Regions from separate parts of the Mus musculus genome. Here region 2 is linked to region 1. The links are chromatin contacts, called in public Hi-C maps. All regions are on one chromosome and are shown on one strand. The core of a region is the stretch at or near the end of the contact, and the rest is flanking DNA. Distances in the headings are between cores, read along the strand shown. Region 1 holds the start of Klre1 (killer cell lectin-like receptor family E member 1). Region 2 has its middle 38 kb from the start of Klrh1.

Evidence for each region. Hi-C and Micro-C count contacts between places; a contact is called where the count stands out from the background.
Region 2: a contact with region 1 is called in a Hi-C map of CD8 T cells, with 3 times the contacts expected there. The contact joins the enhancer-like site here to the promoter of Klre1 in region 1. A contact is called at or near these places in 2 of 15 datasets of contacts at CTCF or cohesin (CD8 T cells and large pre-B cells), 18 of 484 Hi-C or Micro-C datasets (CD4 T cells, CD8 T cells, LSK cells and 12 more), 2 of 115 datasets of contacts at active chromatin or transcription factors (CD8 T cells and bone marrow-derived dendritic cells) and 3 of 9 other capture datasets (adipose tissue, liver and macrophages).

Annotation. Positions count from the first base shown.
Region 1 is chr6:129,575,677-129,581,165 of GRCm38.p6, reverse strand. It overlaps Klre1 (killer cell lectin-like receptor family E member 1), which reads right to left and starts at 2,880. Exons shown (of 7, transcript NM_153590.3): 1 at 2,801-2,880; 2 at 1,049-1,248. The coding sequence starts at 1,229.
Region 2 is chr6:129,819,319-129,825,592 of GRCm38.p6, reverse strand. No RefSeq gene overlaps it. Among named protein-coding and RNA genes, the nearest start is that of Klrh1, 38 kb to the right of the region's middle. Within about 2 kb of position 1,387, at least 12 of the 459 cell types and tissues checked have an H3K27ac peak or open chromatin away from gene starts, as enhancers often do. A contact at or near this core is called in CD8 T cells, where this site is marked.

The DNA of each region.
Region 1 (5,489 bases), core at 1,631-4,130:
AGACTGGGAGGGAGTCACATCCACAATAGACTCAAACTTCACCTGGGTGCTCAGTGCCACACAGCAGTCTGCTTCCTCTCGGCCAGCGTTTCTCATCTACTTGGCTTTTCTTTCCTTTTGCCTTGCCGCTAATATTCTCTTCCAAACATTCACCACTGAATGGACACAATCTCAAGATCGACATGCTCTAAGTAAACATTCTATGGAAGCCTATGCTTCATTGAAATGGGATTTTTGGGGGGTGAGTTTTCAGACTACTAGCATTACTGTGAGAAACTTAATTCATGCTTTACTCACTCCACTTTAGCAGTATTCCTCACTGTATTTTAAAAAAACAAGGTAAGTCTGAAGATGAAGGTGGCATTCTGGTCCCTAGAGCTTTGCCACTCAAGCTCAGATTTTCTCTTCCTTTCTTCCTTCTTTCCTTCCTTCCTTCCTTCCTTTCTTCTTTGCTTCCTTCCTTACTTAGCAATCTGTAAATTGTCATCTGCCAATTCCTAATTTCCCTTTCTCTATCTAAGATGCTTGGATCTTCCAGACATTTAAGGCAAGCCTTAAATGATAACCAGAGGAACATCCCAGAAATAAGCCATAACTACATTAGCTGCATGAAACCTTCACAAAGAATTGATTTTATCTTTGCTTATATCCAACTTGTTTTGAAGTCCAAGTCTGAAGGAAATACATTTATTTTTTGCTTGTTTCAGGGTATTATGAGAGTAAAGTTTCAGCTTCTCCTGCACGCAATAACCTGGTCAGAAACCCATCAGACCAACCAAATTCATAATGCCCCAGAACAGGATTCCAAGACCCACTGCCCTGGGCAGCTATATCCAGTAATTTTTTCATATTTTAACTTCTATAATCCTGTAGCCAGGGAGTTCAGTTCTATCCTTTTTCACTTCTTAAAAGTTTATTTTTTTCCATTCAAGGCTAAAGCAAATATCTCTTTAACAGCAAGCAATGTATATCCCTAGTATCTAACAAAACTTGACCTTAACCTGAATTTTCAACAATCTCCCTGTGTTTATTGAATACAATATTATACCTTTACCACTGATGTCTTCTGCTGTGTTTTTGTGCTTCTTAAGATGTTTCTGGTATTTTTTCCTCTGCTCAATGGATGACAATTCATTTGAATTAAGTGTATTCTTAATCTTGTTCTTTGCTTTACTCTTCTGCTGGGAATTCACATTTAGGGTAGAACGGGTTACAGGTGCTTCATCCATCTTTATAAAGACAAAAATGCTGTGAGGAAAGGAAAGGAAATATCGGCATAGCATAATCTGGGGAAATGTACTTTAGTAAAAATGAGTAAAATAACAATTCTAAAAGCTTTTGCGTTGAGGAATAGACATGACCATATGCTTTTATGAGGTATGCTTTCAACTTTGAAGCCTAAAATATATGAAAACATAATACCAGAAACTTAGAGGTAAATTAAGTAAACTAACTTTATTTAGTTAATTCTTTTCTTAAAACAGTGAGGTACTTAGGCTCCAATCCAGCACCTTGTGCATGCTACATAAGTGCTTTATAAGTGGGCTAAATTTCCAGTGTTGTTTGTTTGTTTGTTTGTTTGTTTGTTTGTTTGTTTGTTTTGACAGATTCTCACTACACTACTGACAGGTCTTGAACTTCTAATTCTCCTGGCCAAATTAGTTCTTAAATAAATGTGACTAGGCTGATTGTATAGCTTATTAATACAGCATTTGCTTAGCATGTATAAGGTACTAAGTTTATCTCTAGCAACACACACACACACACAAACACATATGCACAAAAAGAGGCAAGGAAAGAAGGAAAGAAGGAAAGAAGGAAGGAAGGAAGTCTTGTCTTTAATATAAACTGAAAAATAGTATTCAAAGATCCAAGAGGCAGAGGCAGGCACATTCCTGAGTTTGAAGTCAGCACCTGATCTACATAGAAACTTCTGGACCAGCCAGGGCTGTATAGTGAAACTCTTTCACAAACCAAAAATAAATAAAAAATAAAAATTAACAAACAAACAAAACTGAAACAAAAACAAAATGAAAAAAAACAATTTTGAAATAATTAATTAAAATACTTTAAAAGATAAAAATAGCTTATAAACATTTTTAAAATCTGTATTGTTATTCAAGTAGTGTGATTTGTCAAATGAATAAACAACAACAACAACAACAAAACCAAGATATATAAAATACTAAAATATATTAAACTCAAAGTGGGAGGAAAATTAATTGTATGCTATTTGCTAATTTTGACCCTCCGTGGCAGAGCTGAGGAAAACTGACCAGAATGCCATCACTTGTTTGTGACTCAGGTTCCAGAGAAGCTTTCCTGTGAAAATTGTTATATCTGAAAGTCACCATACCAAGCTGGAAGTTGTAGTATCGTTACTTTGGTCTGTCATTGATTTCTGTAGATTGGGAATGAGAATCAAATAAAATGAAAGCTTGCTTGCTTGTGTACTCTGGTTGGTGTTTATTTTCAATTAAAATGCCTTAAACAAGGCTGGAGAGATAGCTCAGTAGTTAAGAACACTAGCTACTTTCCCAGTGAACATCCCAGAACACACGTGGTGGCTCACAATCCTCTGTAACTCCCCATCCAGGCTATCCCATGCGCTCTTGTAGTTGCCTGGAGCACCAGGTACACACAGTGTGCACATGCATATATGCAGACATGACACCAATACGCATAAGATAAAGGTATAATAAACAACTTTAAACCATGCCTTGAGGGAGATTTATTCCCCCTAGAACAAATTATATAAGTTATATGTTCCAAACTCTGAACCAGAAATGATCAGACATACCTGAAGCAAAGAGGGAATTCCAGGCACAGATGTTAAAACTTTAATATGTGCTAATCAGCAGGGTCTGGAGCAGGATATGTAAGACTGAACTGGGAACAGGGGAGGAAGCTGCTTGATCACACTTCACAGCCCCATAGCAAAGTCCTCACTAATGCTTTACATTTCCGTTTAGCACCCATAATATGGGTGAGAGCATAGCTTAAAACTCAAGTAAGATCATGTGTCCATCCACTACTCAATACTCATGAGGCTGTGCATTCATTCCCAGGCACAGCAAGTCATGGATCTTGAAAAAAAACAAGCAAACATTGATGTAATCAAATATTCCATTCCCATAAGAACATTTTCACTACAATGTCATATATGACTCTCTGGAACCACAGCTTAAACACAATCGAGTCAGAATGGCATGAGAATGATGTGTGTGTGTGCCTCTGTGTGTGTGTGTGTGTGTGTGTGTGTGTGTGTGTGTGTGCGCGCGCGCGCGCGTGAGTGTGTGTGCTATTGTGTGAATATGGATGGGTGTGGTCACCCTTAACTTTCATTTGAACTTAACTAAATTTTATTTTAGACAGTTTTCTTCCAGACTATTACTGGCTGACCTGCATGTTTTTCAAAGTATTACCTTTGAAGACTGTAGTACATTCTGAGATATAAATCTTCAGCCTGTTCCCAGACTTATGCCCTAGGAATGCCTCTGTCAAAGACTCAGGTAAAGACATTCCTTAAGAATACTAATACAGTCTTTAAGAAAGAAAGTGTAAACGCCCAGCTCAGCTTCAGAAAGCACAGACTGGGACAACAAACATCTGAGCCATTGGCTGACCTCTCTGTAAAGCCTTCATGGATTTTCCCATTAGCTCATGTTATCTCTCTCTTTTGTTTCTGCTTTTTGCTTCAGAATTGAACTCCATTACTTTCCCCTACTTCTATCATCTTGAATAAGTTGTTTGCCTATTGAATTCTTCCTAGTGGATTTCTCTTTGACTACGTATACATATGCAGAAGTTCTGTCTCATGTTTTGCATCTTTTTTTTGTAAAATTGAAAGTTAAGTAACTAAAAAGATGGGAAACAAAATTACTGTTACTCTCCCCAGGCCAGACTTTCAGAATCACTAAGTGTCTTAAACATTCTAGTAATGAGAAGTCCGGAAAGAAAACAAACAGAGTGGAGGAGATTCTGTGAATTTGCAGCCCCAAAACTGCCACCAGTGGGAAGCATGCTTAAGAGTGGGAGGGTAAGAAAGACTCTGGCCATGAGTCCCCTGAACCAGTCTGTGGAGTCTTATATCCTCCAACTATTCTCATCCTGGGTCTCTTTTCGTATCCCTGATAGTCCCCCTTCACTCAGAGGCCTGGGAAATGGCTCAATTCTCCTAGCTGTGCAGTTTGAGGAGTCTGCCTCACAGTCCTGGGGCCTCTACTATTTATGTGCAGCTGAGATGTCTGGATTCTGGACTTGACAGCAATAAAGAATGTCAAGATGAGCCAAACTGACACAAACTTGGCCTGGTTGTTGATCAGGAGATACAATTTGAATTGTATCAGAGAGAAGTGACCCTCAGGGCCATCAACCTTGGAAAGAGATTTAGGGATTTTGGAATTACAGTATTTAGAGGGAAGAAAGAAAACATTGCAACTCTTTGAAGTATAAATGAAATCACTGGGTCATTTATGAGCACACTAGACAGGCTTACACACAAGAAAGGAATTTTTTAAGAACAAAAGCATGAATGGATAAAGGGATGGATGGATGGGTGGATAGATAGATAGATAGATAAATAAATAAATAAATAAATAAATAAATAAATAAATAAATAAATAAATAAATAAAATTTACATAGATCATATACATACAAACAAAATGCCGCAACATATTCTACCTGGGCATACTTAACTACCCATCTTAGCAATTATATGTGTGATCTTTTTAGGCAGTATAATCTCTAGAAATTTTGACTCAGCTAGCAAGAAAAAGGTCCAGGAAATGGGGCATAAGGGACTTGTGCCTTTCTAAAACTCCTTTAAATATTTCCTCCTTTCGTTTTTGTTTTTCATTCTTTGACTGTTATTTTATTTAAAATAGCACTCTCCAATTTTGTATATTTTCCCAAAAATGACATGATTTTACTTGTCTTTATAGCTAGGTAATATTCCTCTGTGTGTGTGTGTGTGTGTGTGTCTGTGTGTCTGTGTGTGTGTCTGTGTGTCTGTGTCTGTGTCCATGAGCAATACATTTATATATTCTTTTTTCCATCCATAGATACATAGGCTGATAACTCAAGAATGATAGTTCCATCATAGTATGGGTGTGTAGAAACTACTACTTGAGTTTTGAAGACACAAAGCTGGATCTGCAACATTTCATCCTCTGCAAAATCTAATCTAGTCAGGCAAGATTCTTTCCAGGAACTTTCATGTGCATATTTGTCATTGGATGACATTATGAAAGTCTTTCACTCTCTAAGCTCTCTTCTCATTCGGGTAATGTTCTTCCCCTCATCTGTGCAGAGGATTTTGATTTCCTTTGTCAATTCTAGCCATGATTTCCCACACTGTTAGGGTTCTACAGATGGCTATTGCCTGTGTTTTTTTTCTTGAAGACTATCTTGCTTTCATTTCCATTTCTCCATGCATTATTGATCACATATACTTTCACTTAAAAGGTGTTTGGTTCCCTTAACACTT
Region 2 (6,274 bases), core at 138-2,637, 250 kb before region 1:
TTAAGTCATCGATTCTACCTGGATTCCTGAAACACCTTCCACATATACTTAGTGACTTTCCAGTTTACTGAGGGTATATCTATAAGTGAATGTATCATTAAAACTCATGATCAAAGAGTGGTATGTAAGGTTTTCCTCCCTCTTCCTATTCTTTCTCCTCCTCCTCCTCCTCCTCATTTTTCCTTCTTCTTTTCTTTCTCCCTCCCCTTTTCTTTTTCTTTTCCTTCATGCTCATTTCCTTCTCTTTCACCCTCATCCATTCATTCATTCCTACATAAAACAAACTGCCATAAAGCATATAGTCCTATGGAGCAAAGAATTTATGACTTTCATCAACAGAGTTCTCTGAGTGTAGTTGACTAGTAGACATGAGTTGGGCTAGAAGTGGGTCCTCCCTAACTGTGCCTTCTGATAATGAAATCAGTCATTTTCTTTCAGTAACTCAGATAATCAGATTACCAACTCAACTAATACAAAATATAAAGTAAAGCACTTGTGAGAAAATATTTTTAAAATACTGAAGAGCCCCCTTGAAGTCATTTTTAAAAACCTCAACAACTCTTGGACCTAAGCACTATATATTTTAAATTAATTAATTAATTTTATGTGTAGAAATATTTTATCTGCATATGTGTCTGTGTATTACATATGCGCACTGACTGTGGAGACCAGAACAGGGCATCAGATCCCTACAATTTGAGTTATAATCTGTCATGTGGGTGCTGGGAACCCAACCCAGGTCTTCTGAAATGGTAGCCAGTGCTCATAACTGCTGTGGTGAATTGAGAGAGGATGAGTCTAAAGACTCATGTATCTAAAGACTGCTTGGTCTCCAGGGCCTGGAACTGTTTGGGAAGAATCAGGAGGTGTGGCTTTGTTGAAGGAAGTGGATCACTGGGCGTGGGTGAACTTTGAGCTTTCAAAAGCCCATGCTATTTACAATTAGCTTTTTCTGACTCATGCTAGTGGATCAGATGTAAGTTCTCAGTTACTTCTCTAGCCCCATGCCTGCTGCCATGCTCCCTGCCATGCATGCCATGGACTCTAACCATCTGAAACCATAAGTCCTCAATTTAAATGTTCTCTTTCATATATTCCTCTAGTCATAGTATTATGACAAAGCAATAGAAAAGTAAGAAAACTGTGAAGCCCTCCTCCTCAAACATGCACTATATTTTTAATAATCAGCCATTTTAGTGCAATACCACATTCTCTCATGAATTTCACTTGTATATATCACTTCTCAAATTTCAAACTTTTACTAGTGTATAGATGAAAAGAAGAAAAGAGACATTTTTTTGTAAGGGTCATCTTTCCCCTTGTGTGAAAAGTTCTCTACTCTGGGTTTGTAGTCTACAAAACATGACCTCCTGAGTCTGCGGTTTCCTGTGTGGTTTAGTACAAACATCTTAAGTCCAGCAGACACTTCCTTTCCTCTGTTAGGCTAACCACTCAGAAAATATCTGCTATGATTTTATATCTTATTTTTACATAATCTTTATATACAGTGCTTTAAAATATCCAATCAATTCTTGTGATGGTAGGGAGATGGCATAGATGAGCTATAAACTGTCTAGAACCTGTTAGTTATTTAACTGCATATCATATTTCTCCTATTGGTTTGAGTATACGTTGAGAAAGCAGTTGCCCAATTGTTGCTGGGATCTCATTCCAAGTTTTGTTTATCCCTATAGTCATTGTAATCTCAAATAAGACAGACTGTAGGTTAGAAACAGGCAATTAGTCATCCAGTTAGACCAGCACCATATTTTGAAGATGCTTTCTTTTTCCCATTGTGTGTTTTTGAATTCTTTGTAAAAAATCAAGTGTCCATAGGTGTGTAGGTTTACTTCTACATCTTTGATTCTATTCAATTGATGAACCTCTCTGTTTCTGTATTAATACTATGTAGTTTTTATCACTATTTTTCTGTAACACAGCTTGAGGTCAGGGATGGTAATTCCTCTAGAGGTTCTTTAGTTGTTCCAGATTGAACTCTATATAAAGTTGAGAATTGCTTTTTCAAGGTATGTAAAAATGTGTGGTGGAATTTCAATGGGAATTGCATTGAATATGTAGATTGCTTTTAGTAAGATGATCATTTTCACTATGTTAATTCTACCAATCCATGAGCATCTTTCCATCTTCTAAGGTATTCTTCAATTTCTTTCTGTTAGGCTTTCAGATAGGAGCCTAACATAGCTGTCCTCTGAGAGGCTCTACTTAGCAGCTGATTGAGACAGATATAGATACCCACAGCCAAACATTAGACAGAGACTGGGAACCTTAATGGAGGAGTTAGGGGGAGGATTGAAAACCCTGAGAGGGATGTCAAGACCACAAGAAGACCAAAAGTGTGAATTAGCCTGGACCTCTGGGAGCCCCCAGAGACTGAGTTACCAACCGAAGAGCATACATTGGCTGGTCTGAGGCTCTTCCCACTACACATATGTAGCAGTCGTCTGCCTTGTATGGCCACAGTTGGAGATGATGTGCCTCATCCTGCAGAGACCTGATGTACTAAGATAGGGGAATATCCAGGGGGAACATCTTCTCAGAGGTGAAGGGGAGGAGGAATGGAAGGAGTAACTCTTTGAATGTCAGCAGGTATGGTAGCATTAATTAAAATACTCAGTTTCCTCCTATGACAAATGGGGTCCAAGTACCAACATCATCTTTAGGCCAGTATTTCTCAATGTCCCTAATGCTGCTACTATTTAATACAGTTCCTCATGTTATGGTAACTCCCAAACATAAAATTATTTCATTGCTACTTCATTACCATAATTTTACTACTGTTATGAATATCAATATAAATACCCAATATGGAGGATAACCAATTTTTGACCCCTAAGGAGGTCATGATCCACAGGTTGAGAACCTCTGTTTCAGACAGAGCCACCCTGCCTTTCGTGAAAGAATGGAATTTCTATAGAGTACTTTCATTCAGTGGCATCTTGGCATTGTGAAAAGAACAGAGTGGATAATAGAATCCTTGCAGAAATATGCCCAGCAGACAAGGAGGAACCCCTGCTCAGGAGAATGTGTCAAGTACAGGAATAGGTTTGCAAGCTCTCAGAGAGTTGTTATCTGATAAGTTGTGACTCACAGGAGGCTGTAGGTTAAAAATAAAACTACATAATAAATACCATTGCTATTAGATAGATGCCAAAACCGACTCAGGATAAGTTGATATTTTGTTTATAGGAAGCATACCACTCTTGCTAGGTGTTGGCCACTATCTGTGAAATTGTTGGTGCTACCACATTAAAGACTATATCATAATATAGAGGAGTTTGACAGTGGGGTATAATTGTCTCATTTCTTTTCAAAAGTTCCCTTACTTTCTGCAAAAAAAATAATACTGTACATTATTTATTCCAAATACTAAAATATTATTAGTTCAAGATACAATCACTGAAAAGAGTGTTGAAATCATTTGCATTTTTTAATCAAATCTTCAAGTTTAGTTTGCATTATACATTTATTGCATCTCTAAATCCAGACCAAACACATCACATGTACCCAGTGGGGGAAAAATGTTTGACAAGAAGCTACCATATTGGGTAGGGAGCTCTAAGTGATGGTTTAATTCAGTTTATATACCTAGATTTTATTTACTCATATTGCAATCATTATGAAAATTTCTATAGACTTCTTATGAAGGGCTATACTTATCTTCTTTTCTCCCATATTTAAGCCCATATGCTATTGCTATAACTCCACTTTAAGACCATGGATTACTATGTCCAATTTTCTGAGGAACAATCAAACTGATTTCCAGAGTGGTTGCACCAGCTTGCAATCCCACCACCATTGAAGGAATGTTTCTCTTTTGCCACATCCTCACGAGCATCTGCAGTCTCCTGAGTTTTTTATCTTAGCCATTCTGACTGGTATAAAGTGGAATCTCACAATTGTTTTGATTTGGATTTCCCTGATGATTAAGGATGTTGAACATTTCTTTAGGTGCTTTTCAGACACTCAGTATTCCTCAGTTGAGAATTCATTGTTTATCTCTACACCCTATTTATAATAGGGTTATTTGATTCTCTGGAGACTAAATTCTTGAGTTCTATGTATATATTGGATATTAGCCCTCTTTCGGATGTGAGATTGGTGAAGGTCTTTTCCTAATCTGTTGGTTGTTGTTTTGTCCTATTGATAATATCCTTTGCCTTATAGAAGCTTTGCAATTTTATGAGGTTCCATTTGTCAACTCTTGATCTTAGAGCATAAGTAATTGGTGTTCTGTTCAGGAACATTTCCCCTGTGCCCATGTGTTCAAGACTTTTCCCCACTTTCTCTTCTATTAGATTCAGTGTATCTGGTTTTATGTAGAGGTCCTTGATCCACCTGGACTTGAACTTCATACAGGAAGATAAGAATGGATCAATTTTCATTCTTCTACATGTTGACAACCAGTTGAAAAATGCTGTCCTTTTTCCATTGGATGATTTTAGCTCCTTTGTCAAAAATCAAGTGGCTATAGGTGTGTGGGTTCATTTCTGGGTCTTCAATTTTCTTATATTGATCTACCTTCCTGTCACAGTGCCCATACCTGAGGACCTAGCTATAACAATCCTAGGCATATACTGAGAAGATGATCCAACATATAATAAGGATACATGCTCCACTATGTTCACAGCGGCCATATTTATAATTGCCAGAAGCTGGAAACAAACCAGATGTACCTCAACAGAGAAATGGATGCAGAAAAAGTGTTACATTTACACAATGAAATACTACTCAGCTATTAAAAACAATGACTTCATGAAACTGGCAGGCAAATGGATGGAACTTGAAAATATCAAACTGAGTGAGGTAACTCAGTCACAAGAGAATATACATGCTATGTAAACCCTAACAAGTGGATATTAGACAAAAGTATGGAATAAAAAAATTCTATTCACAGACCATATGAAGTCAAAGAAGAAGGAAGGCCAAAATGTGGATCCTTTAGTGCTTCTTAGAAGGGGGAAGAAAATACTCATAGGAGGATATATCGAGACAAAGTGTGGAGCAGAGACTGAAGGAAAGGCCATTCAGGGACTGCCCCACTTGGGGATCCATCCCATATAGAGCCAGCAAATGTGGACGCTATGGTGGATGCCGAGAAGTGCTTGCTGATGGAAGCCTGATATGGCTGTCTCCTGAGAGGCTCTACCAGAGCTTGACAAATACTGAGGTGGATGCTCACAGTGAACCATTGGACTGAGCGCGAGAGTTCCAGATGGAGAAGTTGCAGAGAGACTGAAGGAGCTGAGAGGGTTTGCAGACCCATGGAAGGAGCAACATTGTCAACTGGCCTTACCCCGCAGAGCTCCTGGGAACTGGACCACCAACCAATGAATACACATGAAGGGACCCATGGTGCTGGCCACTTATATGACAAAGGACAACATGGTTGTACATTAGTGGGAGGAGAAGCCCTTGAGCCTCATGTTGTTCACTGTAGGGGAATGCCAGGGCAGGAAGACAGGAATGGGTGGACAGATGGAGGAGCACCCTCATAGAGGCAGTGGGAGGGGGCAGGGGATAGGGAGTGTCCAAAGGGAAGACTTGGAAAGGGGAAAACATTTGAAATGTAAATAAAGAAAATATCCAATAAAAAATAAAATATAAAAAAGAGCATGGTTTACATTCAATCACATATAAATTTTGAGATAGGGTCTTTCTATGTAGCTCTGGCTGTCCTGGATATTATTATGGAGAACAGACTAGCTTCAAATTCACAGAGACCCACTTGTCTCTGCCTCACTTGTGATAGGATTAAAGGCATGTAATACAACACCCAGCCAAAATGGTATTTTATTAAGAATAATTTTTGCAAATCTTATATATACACGCACAGTTTTCTTACTTCTTAAAATCATTAGTCCATTCTTGTTCTGATTTGCTTGCAAGTTCCATAAGAGCCTCCGTATTCAGAAATGCTAAACCTTTTTGTAAGGTAGGAAAGAGAAATGCTAACTACAGGAACTGTAAATCTTCATGTGTAGAGATCTGCCCCCTTAGATCCAGGCTTGGATACTCCTCAGAGGAAGGCTGCAGTAACACTCACCATCCCTGGGCAAGGTACGAACCCAATCTTCACACAGAACTTGAACTGTGACAAAATGAGTTCATGGCATGTCTGAAGGTGGGAGTGGAAATGTTCTTTTTTTTTTAAATTCACTTATTTTTATGTTATGGATATGGATATTTTCTCTGCATGGCTTTGTGTGTACCACATGCGTGCCTACTCCTCTCAGAGGCAAGAAAAAATTGCCAG